Regions from separate parts of the Sus scrofa genome. Here region 1 is linked to region 2. A link is a contact called in public promoter capture Hi-C data. All regions are on one chromosome and are shown on one strand. The core of a region is the stretch at or near the end of the contact, and the rest is flanking DNA. Distances in the headings are between cores, read along the strand shown.

Evidence for each region. Promoter capture Hi-C pulls out the DNA fragments that hold promoters and counts their contacts.
Region 1: a contact with region 2 is called in a promoter capture Hi-C map of liver, with 2.2 times the contacts expected there. The contact joins the enhancer-like site here to the promoter of ITGA6 in region 2. A contact is called at or near these places in 1 of 5 promoter capture datasets (liver), 5 of 47 Hi-C or Micro-C datasets (brain, embryonic fibroblasts, heart right ventricle and 2 more) and 1 of 2 datasets of contacts at active chromatin or transcription factors (skeletal muscle).

The regions. Positions count from the first base shown.
Region 1 is chr15:78,534,343-78,540,173 of Sscrofa11.1, forward strand. All of the region lies in intron 1 of ITGA6 (integrin alpha-6), which reads left to right. Among named protein-coding and RNA genes, the nearest start is that of ITGA6, 33 kb to the left of the region's middle. Within about 2 kb of position 4,394, at least 6 of the 83 cell types and tissues checked have an H3K27ac peak or open chromatin away from gene starts, as enhancers often do. A contact at or near this core is called in liver, where this site is marked.
Region 2 is chr15:78,502,535-78,507,907 of Sscrofa11.1, forward strand. It overlaps ITGA6 (integrin alpha-6), which reads left to right and starts at 1,574. Exons shown (of 26, transcript XM_021076079.1): 1 at 1,574-1,959. The coding sequence starts at 1,778.

The sequences.
Region 1 (5,831 bases), core at 3,144-5,643, 35 kb after region 2:
TTTTTGGATCCCACCCCCCCACACACCCTCGAGCTGGAGTCTTATGAGGCATCTCCGTATGTGAGTGGTAGGAGTAATGAGAGATGCTTCGTAACAGCTGGGAGAGGCTTTCGCCTTCAAACTGCAAGGAATCTAGGCTGGGATGAGAATCAAATTCCTTCATGAAATTGATGGGTTTTTGACTTAGACTTCCAGATGGCTGTCTAGATGTCCAGGTTTCTCTGCAGGCTCCTCAGGGCTCCATGATGGCTGAGAGGTTATTACTAAAAGGCAGAAAGCAGGAGTTCCTTCGTGGCTCGGTGGCAACGAGCCCGACTAGGATCCATGAGGACTTGGGTTCGATCCCTGGCCTCACTCAGTGGATTAAGGATCCGGCGTTGCCATGAGCTGTGGTGTAGGTCACAGACACGGCTTAGATCCTGCATAGCTGTGGCATTAGGCCAGCAGCTGCACCTCTGATTTGACCCCTAGCCTGGGAACTTCCATATGCCACAGGTGCGGCCCTAAAAAAAAAAAAAAAAAAAAAAAAAAAAACAGAAAGCAGATAGGATCTGGCTTATGAGCATCACAAGGGAGGAAGCCACAGCATATATCACACAGTGACTGGGGAAAGGGAGCAGTCAGACCTTCCCTCTCTGTGGTCCTGAGACCACCCTGAGAACCATTCCTTGAGGCAGGGACTAGACAGAGGCATGGACTGGGAAGTGGAGGCCTGTATGCTGGACCACAGGTGCCAGATGACACGAGCATGCTCTGTCTCTCCGTACAGAGTAGAGGATGCTGGCATTTACCCTCTGGCAAAAACCAAGAACCCATAGTACTTTTGGGGGGCAGGGGGGCAAAGAGGATGGGAATGTCGACACAAAGCTTAAATTGATAACTCAGTTAAAAAGCATGGATTCTCATGGAGGTGAGCAAGGCACTTATAGTATTTAAAAAAACAGAGGGAATAGGACTTCTAGTATGAACTCTGGCACCCCAAGAATTAAGCCTTCCTCTACTAGCATTTGGGGACTGGTTTGCAGTCTTGCCAACAGCTCCCTACCCACTCAGCCTAAAGTGAATCCTTCTGTCAGCAGGCCCCACCCAGAACTCCCTTTCAGAATTCCTGATTGGGGTGAGACCAAGCCAAAATGGACCTTTTCAGACAACAGCCAAGCGAGAAGATGACCAAGGATTAGCAGGCTGTGATGAGAGCTAGCAGCCTAAAAGGGAATGGATGAAGTAAATCAAAAGAAATTGGAAGACAATGGAAAATCCAGGAAGAGAGAATGGAGGGAAAAAACACCTTCTGGGTAAAATGCTTAAAATTTTGAGAATATGTTCATCCACAAAATAAGAATAGAGTGCCTTGGTATGTGAGAGGCACAGTGAAACAAAGAGCTGTTTGAGATTACAAGCATAACTGCTGAAATGTACTTTCATTAGAAATAGAAAATTAAGTCAAATCTCAGAACCACAGAGAAGGAGGGAAAAAGGATTAATCTAGGAGATCCAGCACCTGACGAGCTAACAGAGGTTCCAGAAAGAACAGAAAATGGAACGAGTGATGCGATCGATACACCCAAGAGTTTCCTGGAAGCTAATGTCCTAAGTCCCTAGATTGAAGGAGGACACGCAGGGCACAGTGAGTGAGGAAGGGCTTACATGCAGGTACTGCCATGCTGCTAAGAGCACCTAGGGGTAGACAGCCTGAAAGTCACCTTTAAAGAAATTCAAATTGGATGTACATCAGAATTTACATTGGCAGCACTAAATATGACAGTCAAGTAGAGCAGTAACATCAAGGTTCTGAAGAAAGTGTTTTGCAACCTAGGGCCCCACACCCAAAGTACCAGGCAAAGAGGGAGAGCAGAATGATGTTTTTTATATAGGTAGGGACTCTGTGTGCATCGCATGTACTGTTCCTTAAGATGATACTTAAGCAAATCATTCAAATAAGAGGAAAGCATGAGTTCCTGTCATGGCACAGCGGAAACAAATTCAACTAGGAACCATGAGGTTGTGGGTTTGATCCCTGGCCTCAATCAACGGCTTAAGGATCTGGCATTGCCATGAGCTGTGGAATAGGTCACAGACATGGCTCAGATCCTGCGTGGCTGTGGCAGTGTCTGGTGGCTGCAGCTCCAATTGAACCCTAGCCTGGGAACCTCCATATGCCGCGGGTGGCCCTAAAAAGACAAAAGCCCCTCCCCCCCAAAAAAGGAGGAAACCATGAGATCCTAGGTCAAAGCAGATCAACCCAGGAGGGCAATGAAGTTCAGGAAGGGCTCTCCTGACCCTGTAGGATGTGGCACCTCTATGGTACCAGGAGGTCAAGGAGCTCTGAGGAGAAAACCTGAGCAAAGAAGAGATCCTGACTTGATACAAGGTACGACTGGATTGAGAGCTTAGAAACCAGTGAGGCTGGAATAAAAGCAAACAACCTAAGGGAGGGGGTGGGAGGGAAAGGTAAGGAAAAACGCCAGGAAAAGCAAAGGTCATGGTCCAAGTGTGAAGTATATCAGACAACTGACAGCTTGTAAGGAAAGCAACCCTGTTTGACCTTGATGCTGGGAACAGTATCCTTGGAGGCCAAGGGCTTCCAATATTGGTCCCAGAAAGAGGATAATCTCAATGCAGTTTGGTTCAGCACTGAATAATATTTACCTGGTTTCATAAAAGAACAGGTGACCGAGTTGTGGTTACAAGACCAAATGCAAATGGCAGTAGCTCAGATGATAGTGTGGAAGTATAGCCCATGAATGGTAGGACTTGGAGAAACCAAGAGGAAAAATGGGGGAGGCATCAGACCGCTGATTGTGTCATCCCCTCATCTGGAGAAGGGAGTGCTTGTATCAGAAGTCGATGAAGGGAAAGCAGAAGGTAAAATATATTAACACTTAAAGGGGAGCACATAGCTCTATTGCTTGTGTTCCTCTCTTAAACACAGGGAAAGTAATGAGTAGTTTAAATGTTCCCCTTTTCATATTGCAGGGTCCACAGTTAATTGCCAAAAGCTGATAAGAAATTTAGCAACGTAAAAGCTACAGTTATAGAGAATTAAATCCAGAATGTAAAGAGTTTATGCCCAGAGAGTGGGCCTTGGGAGAAAATGTTGCTTTCTACTTTTTTTTTTTTTTTTTGAGTTCTTTTTGAGTTCTGTCCATTTGTATTTATTACTATAAAAAGTTAAAGATGGAATTCAAAGATGGGTTAAAGGTAGAGGTGACACTGTTGAATTATTAATGCCATCTTCTAATTTAAGGCTTAATTTGGACAAGCCAAGAAGGCTGTGTTTTAGATTCAATAACAGTGCCCTTGTTCTAATGAAGCAATATTTTGCATTTCCTGGGACAAAGTTGCATAGCTAGAGGCAGAATCTTTAATCCTTAAGGAAATGAATTAGAGCCAGAAACAATGAGGCAAGACTCTATTGTCCTTTGAGTTTTAAAAGTACCCCAGTGTTTAGAACTTTTGGTTCAAGTAATTATGCAAAAGTATACCAGCTCTACTTGGAAGAGAGCTTGACCATTGGAAACAGGAGTACGGCTCACGTGAAGTTTGAAACAACTTGTGGTTAATAGCATGGTATTGGATCCTGAGTCTTTGTGCTAAGAATTCTGATCTAGACTCCAAAGGCCTGAATTTATATCATGTCCTTGGTCATCGCCGCCACGCACGTGTAGTTTGCCTTTTACACTGTAGTTACTATTTCAGATTTTATTGGTTATCTTTAAAAGATCATGTGGTAAGAGGTGGTTAAGAACCTGACATGGTGTCCGTGAAGATGCAGGTTCCAGCCCGAGCCTCGCTCGGTGGGTTAAGGATCCGGTGTTGCTGCAATCTGCTGCATAGATGGCAGATGTAACTTGGATCTGATGTTGCCGTGGTTGTGGTGTAAGCTGGCCATTGCACCTCTGATTCGACTCCTAGCCTGGAAGCTTCCATATGCTGTAGGAGCGGCTGTAAAAAGAACAACAACAACAAAATGACATGGTTTTGCAAGTTTTGAGGTTTGTATTTTAAAGGTGAAATTCTACCATACTGGAATGCTGAGGCAGTTTTTATATATCAGTATAGCTCGAAGACAGTGGAGGTGATTGTCCCCTGGGTCTGTGGAAAGCAACTTGGGAAGTAATTTTTCCTGTTCCTTTTGGTCAAACTCAGATTCTTGCCCTTCGTTAATTACAGCCTTTCTTTTGACCTAATATGGGAATAGGCTTCTTTGACCCTGTTCTGTTCATTTCCACCACTTCCCTTTGAGGGCCATAACTCATGTGCCTTGGTCCTTGTCACTCTGAATGTGAGTTGTTGCTGTAGTTGTAGATTCCTCCATATGTATGGGGCGCTTCAGTGGAGAACAGCAGCTGCTGCTGCTGTTTCTTAAAAGAACACGAACCAGCCTGGCAGCTGCCGCCTGGGCCCTGAGAGTTGCTGCGGGCATCCTGGCAGCGCCCAGAGTGCCTGCTGCTCATACTGAACCCAGCCTCAAAGGGCATTGGGGCAAAGGGAAAACAGCTGGGATTTGAGTAGAAACTGGATTTTGTTGTAGACTGGATCCTGCCGAAGATGCAGACTGTCCCTTCTAGAAATGTAGTCACTGTGCTGACCCAGGGGCCAGCTGGGTTCCGAATGGCTTAGACCAATACCCAGGTCCTAAAGGACTTACTGAGGAAGTAGATGGTTTGTACTGGGGACAGCGTCATTGGCTGGATATGGTTCTATTTGCAATTATTTGTCCTTGCCAGCCATAGCCTCAGCTAATGGGCTGTGACTTCCTGTGATTAGGGCTGGTTCTAAGCAGAATTCAGAGTCGGCTTATTTCCTGAACCTGAGAGGGCAACTTTACCTTGAGGGTTAAGAGACCTGCCAGTTGTTGCATTTGGTTGGTGTTACCATGTTCGCCCATCAAGGTGCTTCCACTTTTCTATGGCTCAGAGCTTTATCTGACTTAACTCCACCCGCCTCCTCCATCATTGTTTTCCTGATTTTCCTGTAAGCAAAGTCCCAGGGAATGGGGTGCAGCCAGAGCAGGGGCAGCCCCCTACCCGCCGTGGGTACCTGCCTTCCTCTTCTGTCTGCCTGGGGCCTGGGGCCTGAGGCCACACTGCACCTCTGCCTCCTCCATCTGAGCGGAGCCAGATCCCCAAGTGGGCTCACTGCCCAGGGGACCTGGAAGGAAGGACAGTGCCAGGAACACGGGAGGCAGTGTGACAGCTAACATTACTCTCGAAAAGTACATTTCTCTTATTTTGTCAAGTTCTCTTTTCCTATATGTTGCTCCCCCCAGCCTCCCCCCCCGGGGGGGGGCCGACAAAACACCACCCCTCCTGCTGCTTCTATCCTCCTGTGAGGCCAGCTTTCAAATGCAGTAGCGGCCACAAAGATGAGGGGAGGACTTCTACACGAGCTTGGCAATTGTAGCCCATGAAATTTTGTTGCCGCTGCCCCTGTAACCAGCAGGCAAACTGGAGTTAGAGGTCCACCTGCAAGGGTCTAGGACCGCATAAGAGGCAGGTACCCAGGAGGGAGACATCCTCTCACGTGGCCAGGGGACCAGGGCTTGGAGGGAGCGGTCGGCTCTGAAGGAGCGTCCATGTAAATGGAACAATCTCTGCATCTTTTTCAACAACAGGAAACCCGAAAGCACCTGTCCCCAGCCGGGCAAAACAGCAAGGGGGCTGCAGGGGGCTCAGGGGGTGCGCATCTGTGGCCCCAAGCACGGGAACATGGAACTCGCGGACCAGGCTGCCCAACCCCGTCTTGTCGGCCCGTCCGTCCCGTCCCATTCCTACCCCTCCATTTCCTCTGGCTCTTTCCCTCTCAGCCTTCCTACGTGCTGTACCTCT
Region 2 (5,373 bases), core at 324-2,823:
TCTGTGTGGCACAGGCTGCTGCTCCCTTCTTACAAATATGCCTTGAGGTGAAAGGGCACGTGACTCCCCCACCCCCACGTGTAAACATACACAGAGCTCCAGCTCTTCCCTTGGCCTGCAGCTCCGCTTCTATTTCCAAAGTAGGATGTCTGATTCTAAGGCAGGCTCACAGAGGCATTCCAGGAGACTCTGGGACCCCTTTGGCAGGCTACTTAAGACCATGGACCCCTTTTCAGAAAAAGGTTTTTAAACACATAAAATAAAATACATGGGATTACAAAGGAAGCCAATTATGCGGAAATACAGTTAACAGAATGTTTTTAAAAATTGTGATACAGCAATGTTATATACATTTTAATTAACATCGCATAACAAGATTCAGCCGAGGGTCTAGCTAATAACTACTGTCATTTAAGATATTTTCAAAAACTGTTTTGTGATTTTAAAAAACCTATGGGTTCTCCTGGAGACCAAGTCATGGATTCTTACTGCTCCTGTGGTGTGTTTGTGTTGCCTACATTCGGAAAGGAAGGAAATGGTAAATGTCAGAGGGTTAATGAAAAAAAAAAGTAAATTATTTGTCATCCAAATTCACAGTAACCTGAATTCTCTCTCCTGCAGGAGAAAGTCACCCCAGGGGTCAAACCTTACTGGAGGCCCCACCCCTTGTCCTGGAGGCTGGAGGCTTTAGGCCACCCACACAGCTCAGAGCAGTGTCTGGGCTGGGATGTTCTCCTCCCAGCTAGTTCTGGGAATTTAGGGGCAGGAATGAAGGGCTCCTGAGCTTGTGGGTGCCACTTTAAAGAACGCATCCTTCACTCCTGAGGAGCGTCACAGCCTCAGAACACCTGGAAACCAAGTTTTAACTTGCCTACACCAGTGTGACTTATCCCACAAACTCTCCTTTTCACCTGGGCACAGATATCCCTGGATGCTCTGGAGCAAGGCTGAGCTTCAGTTTTCTCATCTGCAAAACTAACCACGGTACAGGAGTGTTAGACGCATGAAATGAGATGAATAGCTATGCGTTGTAAATTGCACAGCACTGTTAACGTTTGTGCTGTTACCCTTTTTGAGGTTAGGTCTTTGAGGGCGGAGGACAATCTTCGCAGCTCCATTCCCCAAGTACCTGGCCCGCATTATGCGCTCCATAAACACTTGTGGAATGAAAGAAGGAAGCCTGCATCTGCACGTGGGCCACCGTCGGAGAGCGCTCGCTGCTTGGGGCGATCAGGGTGGGTGCATCACCCGCGCTCGCCTTTACTAACAGGTAGTAAACGCCTTTCCAGCTCTGCGACGACAGGCAATCACAACCCAAGTACTTCTCTCCAGGAGGACCCCCAGGCTGGGGCTGCCGGGTCCGCAGCAAGCCTCCGGGTCTCCCCGCCGTGGCTTCCGGGCCAGGTGCCGGGCGGCTCCGGGCGGCGGGGAGGGGCAGCGCCGGGCCGCCCCGCTGCCGGGTCGACCGGGAAGGTGCCGGCGGCGGGCGCGCGAGGAGGGGCCAGAGAGTGGGGAGGGCCGGGGCGGGGCCGGCGTCCTCGTCACTTGATAAAACGCCTGCGAGTCTCCAGAGAACAACGGGCTCATTCAGTGGTCGGGAGCTGCCCGCGAGGGGGAGCGGCCGGGCGGAGAGCGCGACTCGTCCCGGGGGTGGGGCCGGGCGCGGCGGAGAGAGGAGACCGAGGTGGCCGCGGCGGCAGCGGCACGGCAGCCTTGAACCGGCCCGGAGCGCAGGGCGGCCACGCAGCTTCGCGTTCCCCTCCGGGTGCGCCGGCCCATGGCGGCCGCGGGGCGGCTGTGGCTGCTCTACCTGTCGGCGGGGCTCCTGCCCCGGCTCGGTGCCGCCTTCAACTTGGACACCAGAGAGGACAATGTGATCGAGAAAACCGGGGACTCCGGGAGCCTCTTCGGCTTCTCGCTGGCCATGCACAGGCAGCTGGAGCCCGAGGAGAAGCGGCTGTGAGTTCCCCGACACTGCCCACCCCACAGGGGCGCCGGCCCGCGCGCGAACAGGGGCGAGGGCGCGCCGCGTTCCCGCCGGCCGGCCTGCCCCGCCCGGGACTCCGCCGGCCCCGGGGGCAAAGCGGCCCGGCGCCCTGCGCGCTCGCCTCCGGCGCCGCCCGGTGCCGCGCCTTCCCCCATTCAGTCCCGGAAGGAGGAGAACCTGGGGGGCCGACCCCTGCAGACTGCGGCCCCAGTGCTAGGTGGGGCCGTCCTCGGCCCCGGGAGAGTTTACTTTTTTTTTTTGAACACAGTGCTTTCCGGCGGTCCTTCCTCCCGGGCGTGTTTGCTGGGAACCCGGCAGGTGGCACGCTTTGGCGAGCTTCACGTGTGTGTTTGGGGCGGGGGTGACGTGGGGTGGGGAGTCGCTGTATCGCTGTGGTGAGGTGGCCAGGAGGGTCATTCATGGAGGTCCGGGCCTTTCCCAGGCTCCACAGAACACCCGGTCCCTCGCAGACTCGCACGACCCGCAGAAGTTAGCAAGCCACCTTTCATCTCGTCCTGCGTGGCTTTTCCCGAAGGGCGGGTGCCTCTGTAGGGGAGACTTGATCATGCCCTCCCCCACCAAAGATGGAAGTAACCAAGCACCTGTTTGCAGGACTAGATCAGCTCAGAAAACAAGACCCTCTTAATGGTGCGGCTGGCCTCCCCTACCCCCGCCCGAGCCCCAAATCGCCCAGCGCCACCCAAGACCCTCTGGGCCCCTGCACTGGGTAGGCCCTGCCGTGAAGTTAAAGCAAGATGACTGATCTGGGCTGGGACTTTGCACACAAGGTTTGGAAGTGACAACCCCCCGCCAGGGCATAGCGACGCTCCTCCCTGGAGAAAGTGAAGACCCGCACTCTTAGCCTCTCCTTTTCTTTCTTAGACAGTGTTTGGTTCCCACAGGATCAAACTATTTAGGCTGGAGAGAGTATTTGGAAGCTTAGTCGCCTTAATCGCTGTGGGGCTGCATTCTTGATCTGTGCTGCTGAAAAATAAACTCACAAAGGTCCCCCCTCCCCCCAGGCCTTTAGTTGAACTGAGGTCCTTCCAGGACCAACAGACCGAAGAAAGCAAAGTGCAGCCACAGAAAAGAGAGGACTTTGTGTTTATGAGAGGGGAATGGGATTTTAGAGCTGGAGGAAACCTCTTGATTTCAGCAATTAAGAACTTTGAAATTGGTGGATATCGTGGGCCCCTGAAACTTAGATTTTTCTGATAACACCTGCTAGTGAAGTAAAGAAATTAGTTGGGGGGGTGGGGAAGCTGAGAGCGGGTGGTCTGCAGGCTGGCCTGGCCAGCCGTTCAGTTCGGACTCTGTTTTCTCTCAGAAGAAATAATTGTTATGCTGTAAATTCAAAATGAAAGGTGGTTTCTGTTAGCTCAGTTAATGGATGACGCTTAGTGTGTCTGAATAGTTGAGTGTGTAGATGTGCATCCACGCATATGGAGAATGAACTTGTTAGTGCAGAAATGATCGTGGGCCAGCAGAGGGAATGCATTCTCCATGGCACTCACTGTGCCAGCCGCCTACTGAAGCTGGTGGTTTCCTTGAAATACTTGTTGAAGCAAACATTGTGTAGGGGGAGGTACCCGGGCAGGAAAATATCCTGGGGATGGAGGTTTGTGAAATGTGACCTTGGCCAGGAATCTCTTGTCGCTAAGGCTAGCAGCATGCTTGCTAAGACTTGTTCTTGGTGGTGGGCTTCTCTGCTATTAGAGCCGCTGCAGTTCCTCCTCAGAGTAAGAAGAAGCCTGTGTTTGGGGTCTGCTGCCTTCTAGAAATGCTTTTTCTCGGGGCCGACAGGAGTGGCCTACTTGAGGAGGGCTGTGTCTTTCCCTAGAGCTTAAAGTGTGGCAGTAACCACGCTCATGGGGGCTGTGGTTTATGTCAAATGCTGCATCCTCACCGGCTTCTTTTGGTAAAGTTATTTCAGCAGCATTGGTCTGCCCAGGAGAACTAACACATACAGGCCAAACCCACAAGAATTGTCACCTTTGTCAGTGAAGTATGTGGGGGACCTAACGGCCAGTGAGGTTGAGACCTCACAACTCTGCACTTAATGGAAAAGCTCTGCGGGTATATTTCAGAGAACTGGTGAGAGAGACCTGAGCTCAAATTCCTTCTCTGCATTTAGCAGCTGTTACTTTGAGCCTCAGTGTCTCTATCTGTAAAATGGAGATAGAACTGCTTAATAGGGTTGTTGTGGGGATTAAAAGATAACCTGCAAAGTGCTTCGTTCCTGCCTGGCATGGTATTTGCTGACTAAATGGCAGCTGTTGATGATGATACATCGAGAAGCAGTAATTGCATTCCTACTGTGTGCCTCTGCTCCTCAGGTGTTAAACAGCATGTGACTCTTAACTCTGCCAGAGAATAAAGTCGAAGGTTATTGCAGTTTGGGTAATTTTAAACTCTTAGTCACATTTATGTAACTCATTTTTCAAAGCAATTTAACTTTAATCCGTTTTAATTAGATGTATAACAAAAGTACGTTTCTCGAACAAGGGACTTTATTGAGGCAGGAGAAGTAAAATATCAAAGATGTGTGGGCGTAGAGGATGAATGCAGCATTATGGAAACAGCCATAGATTTTTGTGGGTTACATTTTTCTACAGCACTCCTTAAATATGTAATAACACCCTAAACTCTAGTTAAGACTTCGTAACAGTACAGTGTTGTATCTGAGAGCCTTAAAACATGTTGGGTGTTCATAAAACTTTGGGGACGGTAGAACTGAAATGGAGACCATAAACTTGAGTTTTTAGTCTGTGTGTGAAAGAACTTTCAGACTTCAAAAGATGATTAGATGGTTGGCTGAGTTACTGAGGTCCGGGTCTGAGCTCTTTGGAATCTTTCATTTATTTCTCTTAGGTAGTTAAGGTTGAGTCACCCTGCCGAGGTAGAAAGTATGGGATGACGTCTGTGGGTATGTCCATCCTGTGAATCATGCCTCTTAGCTCTTCTGGGAAGAGATGGGTCTGTGTATGACTGCAGGGCAGGATCTGGAAGGGAGAGATCTATAAGTGATTCTCACAGAGCCATCCTGGGTTTACCCCATTCGCCATCTCCTTCTTGGGAGGAATTTTCTGACCACTGCTGTCCTCCCAAGTCTCTCCAGCCCACGGTCACTTTGGTTCTGACTCTGTGACGTTTGCTCTGGCTTTTTTGCGGCCGTGTGATGCTTCAGCTCTTAAAGTTGTGTTTCCGTTTCCTGAGCTAGAGATTATCTGGTCCGACTGGCTCCCTTTATAGGTGAAGCTACTGAAGCCAAAAGTTAGGAACTGTCTAAAGTCTCCTGAGTGCTTAAGCAGCATCTTAACAGAATCTGGATTTGAACTTGGTATTTCTGATTCAGGCTCATTCGGCCTCTAAAAGGAAGTCAGACA